Regions from separate parts of the Mus musculus genome. Here all the other regions are linked to region 1. Evidence: chromatin contacts called from public HiChIP or PLAC-seq and Micro-C data. All regions are on one chromosome and are shown on one strand. Each heading gives the region's core, a stretch centred on a gene start, on an enhancer-like site or on the middle of the called end of the contact. The rest is flanking DNA. Distances are from core to core; before and after follow the strand shown.

What was found. A called contact is a pair of places that touch in the nucleus more often than the background predicts. HiChIP or PLAC-seq counts read pairs in DNA pulled down with a chosen protein or histone mark.
Region 2: a contact with region 1 is called in a Micro-C map of palatal mesenchyme, with 2.0 times the contacts expected there. The contact joins the promoter of Gmps here to the enhancer-like site in region 1. A contact is called at or near these places in 3 of 39 promoter capture datasets (cranial neural crest, frontonasal cranial neural crest and maxillary cranial neural crest), 5 of 484 Hi-C or Micro-C datasets (cerebral cortex, embryonic stem cells, nephron progenitors and 2 more), 11 of 115 datasets of contacts at active chromatin or transcription factors (astrocytes, craniofacial prominence, embryonic basal ganglia and 6 more) and 1 of 9 other capture datasets (embryonic stem cells).
Region 3: a contact with region 1 is called in an H3K4me3 HiChIP or PLAC-seq map of craniofacial prominence, with 3 times the contacts expected there. The contact joins the promoter of Plch1 here to the enhancer-like site in region 1. A contact is called at or near these places in 11 of 39 promoter capture datasets (the 3T3-L1 cell line, the C10 cell line, the HPC-7 cell line and 6 more), 1 of 484 Hi-C or Micro-C datasets (embryonic fibroblasts), 18 of 115 datasets of contacts at active chromatin or transcription factors (bone marrow-derived macrophages, craniofacial prominence, differentiating embryonic stem cells and 10 more) and 3 of 9 other capture datasets (adipose tissue, embryonic stem cells and pancreatic islet).

The regions. Positions count from the first base shown.
Region 1 is chr3:63,550,128-63,554,272 of GRCm38.p6, reverse strand. No RefSeq gene overlaps it. Among named protein-coding and RNA genes, the nearest start is that of Strit1, 68 kb to the right of the region's middle. Within about 2 kb of position 2,407, at least 13 of the 459 cell types and tissues checked have an H3K27ac peak or open chromatin away from gene starts, as enhancers often do. A contact at or near this core is called in craniofacial prominence and palatal mesenchyme, where this site is marked.
Region 2 is chr3:63,973,792-63,977,936 of GRCm38.p6, reverse strand. Gmps (guanine monophosphate synthetase) reads right to left here and starts at 1,794. Exons shown (of 16, transcript NM_001033300.2): 1 at 1,627-1,794. The coding sequence starts at 1,653.
Region 3 is chr3:63,897,238-63,901,382 of GRCm38.p6, reverse strand. It overlaps Plch1 (phospholipase C, eta 1), which reads left to right and starts at 1,921. Exons shown (of 24, transcript NM_001370984.1): 1 at 1,921-2,156.

The sequences.
Region 1 (4,145 bases), core at 1,158-3,657:
ACCATCGTGAGATGAAGTAGGATTCGTGAGTTTAAGGCTATATTACTGAGGTGTTTGAGAATCATTCTAGAAGGTTTTGAGTGAAATGAATTGCTGGTGGTGTGAGTTTTGGAGAAAAGAGAAACATGCAGAGGCAGGCACACCTAGCAGGGTCATGTCTCTTCCTCCCTGTGTCCCTGAGGTGCAGCGAGTGGTCTCTGCAGATAATATGGTCAGTTGTTGAGGACTGTGAATGAAACCCCCAAACAAAATGGCCCCTTCCTTCCTCGAGTTTTCTGTGCGGTATGGTTTGGAGAGACCTCACGATGGCAGCTCTGCCATTCAAGACAAGTTGATAGTGCATTCACCTATAATCCATACCCACAGGAAACGGATATAAACCTGCGTAGTCAGAAGGCAGAAGCATAGCACTTTTCTGAAGCTGACTCCAAAACAGCAAACACCGCGTACAGTCTTAGCGACAAGGTGCAGTTATTCTTAGTCGTGAAATTTTGATATGCTATTCCCTTTGTGTTGGTCAGCTACAAATATGCAAGACAAGTCATCTTCTGAGGAAGAAAGGTTTATTATGGTTCATACTTGGGAAGGTTTCTAAGCATAGTTGCCTGACCTATTTGGGGTTACTGTGGGAGGCAGCTAATGATTCTGAGAGCTTGGCAGGAAGAGGCTCAGGTCACAGGGTTCCCTTTAAAGAAACAGCTTCACTTTCTTTCAATAGGCACCACATTTGAGTCTAACCACTTTCCAATACTGCCAACAACTTCAGATCAAACAGAGGCTTTGGGGACACATCCCAGCCAAAACACCTAGACTTCCAATTCCCTCTTTCTTTTCAATTTTCAATGTCTGCCACATTTTTGTTGTTGTTGAATGATGCCAAGAACTGATCACTGATATGACTGTGAAAGGGACACAAAAGGGGAAAGAAAACTCTGCCAAGAAACTTCTCTGCCCTGGTGCTTGCTAAAATAGAAGCAAGAGGTGCAACTTTTGTCTCAATGGAGGTATCTGTTAACTGGTTGCCATTTTCAACAAGAGTTCTGGTTGCTATTGATGTGGTCTCGGCACTTCATCTGGGATTAATGAGCACTGCGTCACATTTAAAATCTAGGGGCAGAGGTTTGTTCTGACGGAGACTAAGCAGCACACAGGCAGGGAACTGATGGAATGCTGCAGCCCCATGCTAGTTTGGGTTACTGTTGGCTTGTTGTTATAACTGATCACACCAATGCTGTCACAGAGGGCTCAGTGTCAGGGCTATGCTACTAGTGAAAAGAGTATGTTGAATGCATAATGAACGTTAGGTGGTCTTTCCCGATGAGACTTGCAATAGTATTGATATGTGTGCAGGCTATACCCCTTGTGTGAGCAAGGTAAGAGATCCTGCAAAGCCTGTAATTCATGTCCTTAGGAAAGTAGCAGTCCCTAAGCTCAGTACCTAAATGGTCTCAAGTCCCATTTGATTGATGCTTGGTAATATTGCTACTAAGGCTGACCTATCTTGTTTCTGAAATGCCACTGTGTCTTCCTGAAGAGAACTTTGAGAAAATCTAAAAGATCCGAGGAACTTCTCTGAATTTATGTACAGTAGGGAGCAGTACTTTGTCATGGTAGCTGTTACATAGTGTATCCCCTCTGCACTGGAACGGTTTTTGATGGAGACAAGGGTTGAGGGGCAAACCCAGCACCTGATTCTGGAAGCCTCCATCTGCCCCTGCCAGGATTCTTCCTATGTGTCTGCTCTTCAAAATATCTGTTACTGAATGTGTGGTACCATTTGCCAGAGTCTGTTGGTCTCGATGTGTCTACAATGGTGTCTGTTTGTGAGTCAGAGGCCCCTGAAGTGATCCACAGCCTCTAGTGGTGCTGGGTTTAGAAGCAGGTTCAGAGGAGGCTATGGTAGGAATCTATGGCAGACAAGTGAGTAGGGTTGGGAAAGAGAGTGGAATCCATTTTCATTTTATACTTAGACACTCCATGATTGGCTGATCATTTAGGATATGTGTAAGAGAGCTTCTGAAATGTGTGTGTGTGTGTGTGTGTGTGTGTGTGTGTGTGTGTGTGTGTGTATGTGTGAAAGAGAAAGAGAAAGAGAAAGAGAAAGAGAAAGAGAAAGAGAGGTACAGAGAGAGGTACAGAGAGAAAGGTGCATACCAGGCTAGAGCAAGTTTGGAGGAAATAAACAAACGTTGTTTATAATTTACAGATGGCTAAAAACAAAGTCAACCATCAGACATTGACATCTTATTTAGTGTATGTAACTCAGTATATGTTTAGTACAAAGGTCTCCTTTTGCCCACTTTTATGTGACTTTCCTGGTTTCTAATTACCTTACCACAGACCACACCACAGAAGAAATCTGCTTTCAATTGTCCTCTGAAGGCTTCCTGTCTCCCTGGCTCCACTCTAATCCACTACAGTGCTGAGAATGTGGAGACTGTGTAAAGACAGGAATAGAAAATTTGCACTTGTTGACTCTTTTGGGCGCCGGTTATTCTCCTTGGCTGATGAAATCACTTATAAAGCAGAGTTCGGTTTCTGTCACCAGCATGCATCTCACATTCGTCAGTAACATAAGTTGTTATTTAGGTTGGGTTCGTGGGGTCTGATCTGGCAAGCTCCCTGTTTTAACTTTCCTAGTTTGTTTTCTTGGAGACATTACAGAAAAACAAACTGGTGCCAAAGAGAATGTATGAAATATATGTGATAGAGGTTTCTAGACTTTGAATAGGAGGAAGCAGATGGGTGTGGTCCAGGAAGGGGTAATCAATAAAGTGAATCCTACAGCTGATCTAGCTTATTGTCTAGAGGCGACTTTCAGGGCAGAGTCTAGATGTCTTGCTGAGTCGCAGAGATGTGGGGAGAGGCCAAAGCAGAGGACCAATGACTCCACAGAGGTTCAAGGTTCTTTCTAGTTGTTGCTGAGGACTTCTGCACATCCAGGGGAAGGTACTTGATGGAGTCCAAGGAAAGACCTTCAGAAGGCTAGATTTAAATTGTTTCTGGAGCTCACAGTGGACTGTGTCTCTAGTCCAATCAGAGAGGGAGAAACTTGTGAGATCTGAACACTGAATAGAGTCAGAGAAGTGTGTCAACTTCCATAGGACCCTCTCAGATTTAGATTAAAAGCTTCTCTTTTCTAAACATAAAAATTATTTTTAAAAATATGTGTGTGTGTGTGTGTGTGTGTGTGTGAGAGAGAGAGAGAGAGAGAGAGAGAGAGAGAGAGAGAGAGAGGGGAACAGAGACAGAGACAGACAGAAAAAGTGTATCACAGTATCACAGGTTGTTTTCTGAGTTCAGAAACAACCTTGTGAGAGTTAGTTCTTTTCTTCTACCATGTTGGTTCTAGTGAAGAAACTTAAGTGATCAGACTGAGTTCAGGTGCTTTGCCTGGTAAACTATTTTGCTAGTCTGAGTCTAAATAGCTTCTTTTGATCCACCCTAATGAAAATAGAAGAAAAGTTTTAAGAAGACAATGTCTAAGTAACTACATCCTAGAACAAATTTCAGTACTCCTATGAAACCCACCACATAGAAATATAAAATCCACATTGTTCAACATATGTTCAACATAGTCCAAATGACTATGACTGCTTCCTGGAGATGTTGTAATGTACCACAAAGTAGGTGTATTGCACTAGGAATGTATCCTCTTATAGCCTGGAAGTCACAGTTTATCCTTCCTTTGATACATCTTCCTTGCCACTTCTTAGCTTCTGGTGGTGGCTTTTGACCCTTGAAGTTGTTGGGGTTGTAGCTGTACCCTCGGTTCTTTGCCCCTACATGGTGCTTTCCTTGTGTGTTTCTGTCTAGTCTTCTTATAGAGACAGTCATGTTGGATTCAAGGCCCACTTTACTTAAATATGGCTTCCTCTTAACTCAACCCCCCCATTTTTCTTTAAATTAAAGTTATATTCTGGAGTACTAAGTATTATAGCATTAACATATCTTTTTTTGGAATAAAAAATCACTACACGTATGCAGGCAAGTGATAAAATAATCCATTAAGTACGAGGAGAAAAGTAATCCAATAGAAACAGATGCAGAAATCATGGAAATAATGAGATTGGTAGACACAGATATTAGCAACTATGAAATAAATGTTTCCCACTCTCTATTTTGAATAGTTCTCTATTGCCATA
Region 2 (4,145 bases), core at 545-3,044, 420 kb before region 1:
ATAGCATCTGTGATGGTTAATCCTAATAGGCCAGCTTAAGAATTACTTTATTACTTTTATTAAGTTTTTTTGCATTTTATTTTTAAATTCCTTATAACAGTGTTGTGCCTATATGTTTGTCTGCACCATTTGCATGCAGTGTCTACAGGGACCAAGTGAGGATGTTGGATCATCTGAGCTGGAATTACAGACAGCTGTGAGTTGGCCACTCTACCACATGACCTTGACATAAAATTTAGCTATTCACCTTAAACTCAAATAAATCACAATGATCAAAAATATCATCTTAAGAAAATATTGAGCCGGGCAGTGGTGGCACACGCCTTTAATCCCAGCACTTGGGAGGCAGTGGCAGGCGGTTTTCTGAGTTCGGGGTCAGCCTGGTCTACAGAGTGAGTTCCAGGACAGCCAGGGCTACACAAAGAAACCCTGTATCGGAAAAAAAAAAGCAAAATAATAATTAAAAAATGTTGAAAAAATACTGAAATAATTTTGTGAAAATATTCTTCTAGATCGCAGTAGGTTCTATAAAACCGCAGCGAACTCATCCACCATAAAGATGAGTTCCAGTGAGTTGTAAGATTAAAAATTAAAGACAAATGTACAAAACTGTAAGGTGAGACTTATTCTTCAGACCATGACAGGTGCCTAGGTTTGAAAATATAGGAGCTACCTAATAATGTTTATTCATTTGTTCAACACAGGTTTTTGAATGATTCCTACATATTAAGCAGCCATTCGCGAGTTTGTGACACTTAAGCTCCATGTTTGCAAGGGCAGAAATTATTCCTGGCTCTAGAACAGCTATCCAAAAGTTTGGAGTTTCATACACCCGAAGAGAAATTTAACCAGATTGCTAAAGCTAGGTCACAAGCATGCACAAGCGTGATGTACACCTTGCTAAAGTAAATTATATTCCAACACCGCAGTTTCTCGATGACAAAACTGACTTTGTGAAGGTCAGAAAGCTCTCCAGGTCAAAGACGATTAGGTCGGAAGGGAAAGGGGACCAATTCAGACCAGGCAATTAAGAACGATGTCTAAGGCTGGGAGTTGGAAGCCACAAACGGGCATCAACGGCCCAACGCTCTCGCGTCTTGGCTAACGCAGTTAACTTTTTCCAGCACCCGTGGAGAACCTGGCTCCCAAGAAAAGGCCCCAAAGGCGGGAAAATGTCCCCGAAAACTAGCACGTAATACACGAGACAGAGTGCGCAGGAGCAGAACCTTTAACTCTACCCCTCCGAGGATGGCGGGAGAAGAGGGTGAGAAGCACACCTGGGCCCAGGAACAGAAGCTGTGGTCAATAGAGTCAGAAAGGCCTGCACTAGGCTGGAAAGAATACAGGCCCGCCTGGCCGGACCGCCGCAGGCGAGGCCCCGACCCTGCCCTGCGGTTGAAGGGCCCCGAAGTCCCCAAGAATCGCGGCCCACAGCCAGGTCGCCTCTCCGCTGGAACTCGATGCTTCACTAGCAAAGCCAACAAAGCGCCTCGGATGCAATAAAGCCGCGCCGCAGGCCGGGCTGACACATGTAGAGCGCCACTGACCCGGCCGAGGGAGACGGACGGACCCCCAGGTCTCGCTCACGCTGCCGGAGGGCGGCAGAGACGCCAATCACAGACTGACCTTGGAATCTCCGTTGCACAGGGCCATCGGGGACCAACGCCGCGGGTGCAGACTGCTGGCAAGGCCTGGACGCCAGAGGCTCAACACCGGGACCGGCAGAAGCGTGAAGAACAAGAGCAGCCCGGAACCTAACAGCGGCCTCAGAACACAGAAGCGCGCGCAGGCCCTGCCTCCAGCTTCCGCCCGACCTCCTCTAACCGGCCCCGCCTCTTAGAGGCGGGACCATGCAAGCCCCGCCCTCGTCGTCACCCCGGGAAGATAACACCAAACCTACCAGAAAGGAAAGCATCAGCCATGCCCCCAGTCTGGGCAATAGAACTGGATGTGATAGCTGACAATAATTAAGTAGTGGCTACATACCACCTCAAACTTCAAGTTTTTATAAACTGCAAGATACATTTAAGTAATGGATTCACCGTGTCACAAATAGTGGCTCAATTTTTCTGGTTTTTTTTTGTTTTATTTTGGTTTTGTTGTTTTTCTAAATAAGGTCACTCAGCAGACCAGGCTAGCCTCAAAGTTACATCCAGCTGCCTCTGACTCCTAAGTGCTAAAATTAAAGGTGTGTGCCATCACCTCTGTTTTTTAACAATAAGCTGTAGATTCCTCAGAGAGCCTACCTTGTTGAAGAAATTATATTTATTTGATTGCCTGTTTAGTTTTTGTTTGTCTGTTTCTTTTTTCTTTTGTAAGAATGTATGGTAGCCAGTCACCACCTTTGATCCCAGCAATCTGGAGGCTGAGGCAGGCACATCTTAGTTCCAGGCCAGATTTTTTTTTCTTTTTTTTTTTTTTTTGGTTTTTCAAGACAGGGTTTCTCTGTATAGCCCTGGCTGTCCTAGAACTCACTTTGTAGACCAGGCTGGCCTCGAACTCAGAAATCCGCCTGCCTCTGCCTCCCGAGTGCTGGGATTAAAGGCGTGCGCCACCACGCCCGGCTCAGATTTTTAAAAATAAGGAAAGAAAGTAATTAAAAGAAAAATGTTCAGAGGCTCTTGATCTCTCTCTCTCTCTCTCTCACTCTGGTGCCAGAACAGCCAGGGCTATACAGAGAAACCCTGTCTCAAAAAAAAAAAAAAAAAAAAAAAAAGAAGAAGAAGAAAAGAAAGAAAGAAAGAAAGAAAGAAAGGGAAAAGGGAAAAGGGAAAAGGGAAAAGGGAAAAGGGAAAGGGAAAGGGAAAGGGAAAGGAAAGGAAAGGAAAGGAAAGGAAAGGAAAAAAGAAAACCCAACATCCTCCCATGGCCTCAGTGCCTATAAACACATGTACACATAACCCCCCCCCCCCCAACACACACACAATGAAATAAGAACTTTTGCAAGCAACAGCAAAAAAGAATGGCTGATGTGAAGGAAGAAGCCAGGTGTCATTGGTGTCCTAACACTTGCTAGTGCATCCCTGTGAGTTGGAGGCCAGCCTAGGACACATAGAAAAAGACAGGAAAGGAGAACTGCTGTGGATGATAAAGGACACAGATAGGATTTATGATAAACTATCAAGTAATAAAAGCTGGAAATGTTAAAGAATCATTTTCAGCTATCATAACAATAGTAAATTAGGACATGAAATATTAGTAGATGCTAAAATTAAAGAGTGGAAGATAAGAAGCAAGTTTTATTTATACTGTCACAGAGTATCTTCCCACATTATTACTTATGCAATGTAAAATAGCAAATTTTTCTGTCTTTGCTTGTTTTTGAGTAGAGTTTCACTGTTAACCCTTGATAGCTATGAACTAGACATGATCCAACTGCATGAGCCTCCCAAGTGTATATGCTACCACATCTTACAAAATTTAGCAACTTTAGAAGTGCCTCAAGTCAGCCTTTCTTGAGTGATCAATATGAATATCACAAATAGTACAGTAGGTCAGTGTCATGTCTCACTTGATGGTCTAAATAAAATGAGGAGAATGTTACTGTAGTTCTGCCTAAAATTCATAAAAGAAAGGAACATCAATTAAAGACACATTCCACAAAATAACTGGCCTATGATTATATCCAGTTATTTATTTCTTTATGAAAACAATACCTCTAAACCTGATCATTAAAGGAGACTTTTTTCTGCAATTAGGGCAGAGTTTATCCATCAAGAACATCTTTTCTCCGTGATAGTGTATTAGCTGAAGCAGTCTAAAGGCTGCCTCTACCAGGCCGAAGATAGAGTAGCCCAAAGGCTGGGACTTAGAATAATCTGTTCTAAAGGCTTTCTCATTCATACTTTTGACATGGCTTTGAGAATATCTTTTGAGGGCGGGAACACTTTGACCCTCAGAGCATCTTCAGCTCGCTGCAGCCTCTCCCTTACCTCTGTATCAGGTCTGAATTCCCAGGGAGAGTATTCTAGGTTGAAGCTTATAGCCTCTTCTAATTTTCTTTCCTGTTAACATACTAAGAATGGAATCTGGGGCTTTCATTCCCAGCCTCTGTAGCCTTTTCTAATCTTGCTTTAGCTTGCAAACAAAATTGTTTCTCTGCCTTTTATTCATTGGATGAATTACAATCCAAGCATAGATCCATT
Region 3 (4,145 bases), core at 672-3,171, 350 kb before region 1:
ACAATAGAAATATTTCTAAAAGAAAGAAGGGGGTTATTACACATTCTTGTCCTTCTTTTCATGTATTTGGAATGTTGCATGGTTTCAAATTTTTAAACTTCAGTGTTACAGAAATAAACAGCACCATAACCAAGAATACATACAAAGACACTTGTCAAGAAGTTTGTGTCTGCGTTTATTTTAACCCCTGCGTCTGTGATCTTTCAGTTCCAGAAAGACAAACACAGGAGGCTAAAGGATGGATAACCATGACTGATGGAGAGTTTAATTATCTTGCCTCTTTCTTTTTTTCTTTCTATTCACCATGGTGATTACCACCAAAGAGAAACTCTAAACAGGCCTTTTTCTACACAAAGAAAAGCAATTTCGAGGCAAACAATGCTTGTCTTTTTTTCCTTTCTTCTGTATTATCTACCTATCTATCTATCTATCTATCTATCTATCTATCTATCTATTTGGTGCTGGCGATTTCAGGTTCTCAAAGCATACTTCACATTTACAACCTCAACCCTACTTAATTTCCTGTAAATTAGGTGTTTGCGATCTGGGTAAAGAAAAAAAGGGGGAGAGGACAAAGGAAGAAAGAAAAATTAGGAAATTAAATATTTTTCCTTATGAAGCCAAAAGACCTTGCAATTCCTTTTCTAAATTGAATTCTTCCTTGTAGTCTGTAACTAGTCTGGTTGCTTTTTTCTTTCTTTTTTTTCCAAGCGTCCAGGATAGCTTTCAGGATAAAGTTTCTTTTTGCCCATGATGCTTTGCCGTCACATTGTAATTGCCTCTGTTGAACTGAATAATACAAATGGGTTGTTTCTATGGTATCGGCTAGGCTAAGACGGATGAAAAGGTGAAATACTATATCTTGTGCTGAGAGGTCACTGAGCATCCCTCCTCCCACTCCCCCACTGTCAGTCAAAGAGGACTAGTGATCTCTCCAGCCTCAGACTCTCCTTTATTACTTCCTGAACAAATTCACTCATGGAAGAAAAAAAGACTTTTGTTTATGTTGTCACCAGGCCCAGACAACCCCTGCTAATTCCATGTTGCCATGCCAGAGCTCCTGACTTTCTTACTGGAGGGAAGTTTTACTTTGAATGGTACACGGAGGGTCTTGTCCTCAGTTCCTCCCAGTTAGGCTTTGAACTAACAATAGGACAGGTTGAATCAAGACTGATAAAAGCCAAGTCCTGGAATCTTGAAGCCGGATCACTCCGCAGCACGCTATTCCCTTTCTACTGTTAGTGCGCTCAGATCTCATCTTTACTCAGCTTTTGAACACTTGCTGGGTGCAAACGTTCCGCTGCCGCCTGTGTGCTCTTTAACAGCACATTAGCTTTTCCAGCCCGCTAGCGGGTGAACTGACAATTAACTGGCTTGTTAATTAATGCCAACGAGTGATATTTGGAAGAGACTGAGGGATAACAAAGCATCCTATAACCTGCACTCCCTGTTCCTCAATTTGATTTTACTCAAAATGGATAGTTGAAAATAACAGATGCTATATTTATTGGAAAGGGAGAAGGGGGGAGGGGGAAGGGGGAGGAAAGAAAGGATTAGTCGTTTGGTGTTTTATTTTTGAAGCGGTTCAAACTCTTGTAAGAACATTGCACAGTTCGCTTCCCCTGAACTCTCCAACTTTGTTCCAGCAGCGTCTTTAACCCGCTAGCCACCTAAACTGAAAATCTATCAGAGGTGTCCCTGGTCTTGGAATTCTTTGAAATTTGCTGCGAGGGAGGACAGAAGAAGATCTTTATTCCCAGGGGTTCTGGCCTATGCCTAGCAGTAGCATCTTCATAAGGGGTCCACGTCCAGTTCTTGGCTCCTGTTCCTCGATGGCGCTCCAGTCCACTCGCGCGCGCTCCAGTTCCGGATTTGCCCTGAGCTGAGGGTTAAGAGGGAGGGTGCTCCAATGTGAGCATGAGGATTTGAATGAGAAAGCAGGTTGTGGCGGCAGCGCTGGTCTTTACTTGGAGCTCCTCTGTTGGTTCTGTTGGCTGGTGTGTAGTGGTGCCCATCTTGGGCTGGGGGGCTGTTTTGGAGGAATTGGGGTTGGAGTCACACCGGGACACTAGCAGATCACTCCAGCATTTGGGAGGTTGAGCCGGTTACAAAAACTCCGAGGATCCTTCATCAGCGGGATACTCAGAGCTGAGCAGGTCAGTGCTTTGGAGGGGGTGGGGGTGGGGGACAGGGAGAGGGCCGGGAGCAGGAAGAGGAGCACCGGACTGCCTCTCCAGCGTTGCGCGAGCAGGTGCTCGAATTCTTTCTGGGCAATCTCAGCCGCGAGCACCGGGTTGTGGTGTGTGCCAGGGTGCCTCGGCCCAGGAACTGGACCACAGTAGCTCGTGAGCTCCTAATGGAGCGCGTGGGCTTTTGTGCCTGAGCAAGACCTTCCCTGCCCTGGTTGGTGGCAGAGGTCCAGCCACCGGGAGGGTCCCGCATCGCGGCGGAATGATCCCACAAGACCTCCCCTGGCTCTGGCCGCCTGGAAAGCAGTTCTGCGGTCCCAGAAGCGCGCCCTTAGTTGCCGGTGCGAGTCTTACTGTTCAAAAAGCTCCGGGCATTAGGTGCGAGAAGGATTTACTCCAACTGCCCTTTCCTAGCGACAAATCATGGGTTACCGAAGCGACGCCCGGGCTGTGAAGGTGTTCTCTGCGCCTGCGCGGGATACCATGGCAACAGTACCGGGTCGGAGACGCCACTTGAAGAGCAGAGCTGTTTTGCTTTGCTTCACTGTGGAGCCCAAGTCTTTCTCTAGACTTTTTGTTTGTTTGTTTGTTTGTAGCTTGGAATCAACTTACGATCTCATTTTTGTTTTTTAAGAGTTTAGCATTGAAGTGATAGCCAGAGGTATGAAATAAAAAATATATAACTTTTTTCTCTCTTCTGTCATCATTTTGATCATGGTAGAAAAATAATGCTGAGAAACTGCTCATTGGAGCATTCAAGTTACCTCCTTTTATCCTGTGAAAAGGAAGATATGAATAAGACTTTATTTCCTGGTGCGGCTTTTTTAAACAATTGTATTAAGCTTGGGTTTCCACAGTGTGCAGACGACATCGTAGCTCCTGTGTACTCTGCATACAACCTGTTTATAACGTACAGAACCTGATGCTCTCCAAATGAACTAGTGTGTTAAATGCCGGTGAAGGGAAGCAAAGGTTCTCTCTGTCAACAGAGACGTTGCTTTTTAAGATGTGGGTTGCTTACTGCTGGCATTATGATCTTGTTCAGAAAATGAATGTTTTAAGACGCATTATTGCAGACTAGTCTTTCTTAAGCCGTCTGTTGACGACTTAAAATTGTGTCTTGAAAAACCTCTTCCCGTCTTTTAAGTTTCATTTGTTTGCACCCAGGGGAGCATTTGGTAAGAGTACAAATCTCCAGCGGTTTCTAGTGGGTGCTATAACTTGTTGTTACTATGTTTTCTTAGACTGCATCCCTATTTCGCAGCGCGATCGAGAGCTACTTGCTATGTAAATAAACTGATTAGAATTCAGATCACTGTTAATAAAAGTTTAAAATGGAGTTGCTTTTCTTGGGACCAAGTAGGGCTTAAAATAACTTGAGTGAAGTAGCTTAAGGATTCTGCATCCTGGTTTTGAACACTATGCATTCCAGTAAGACGAGTGTTTATTTGTACCAGGAAGTTAAAGATGATTTCCTCTAGTGCCAACAGCAAGCTGTAGTCAAAGACACCAACATACTATTTTTCACATAGTCTGTAAATAACATCCAAGTTAAGTTTTCTCACCCATCCTTTTTCCCATCAGTGTCAACCTTGTGCAACTTGTGTAGCTATAATGTTAAAAAACAACAAAACAAACAAACTTTTTTCTCTTGAAAATTAGAAAAACTTTATTTTCAGGTTCAAGTCCTTTATGACCCTGTTTGGTGGCTTGTAACTGTCTCCAATTCCCTAATTCTCAGTGATGTGTGTTCTACTGGTTCCAGGAGGTAAACTGTGGTTTTAGCAGATCATGGAATAATGAGATTGGGAGTGCCTGGAGGAAGGCTGGGAAGGAGACAAAGGGAGGGGAGGTTGGGAGGCAGAGTGAGATTTATAGTGGCTTGTAATAAAACGAATTATCCTTGCTTCTGTTTCACATAGTTTCCACTTCATTGACTTCAAGTAAATTTGTTTT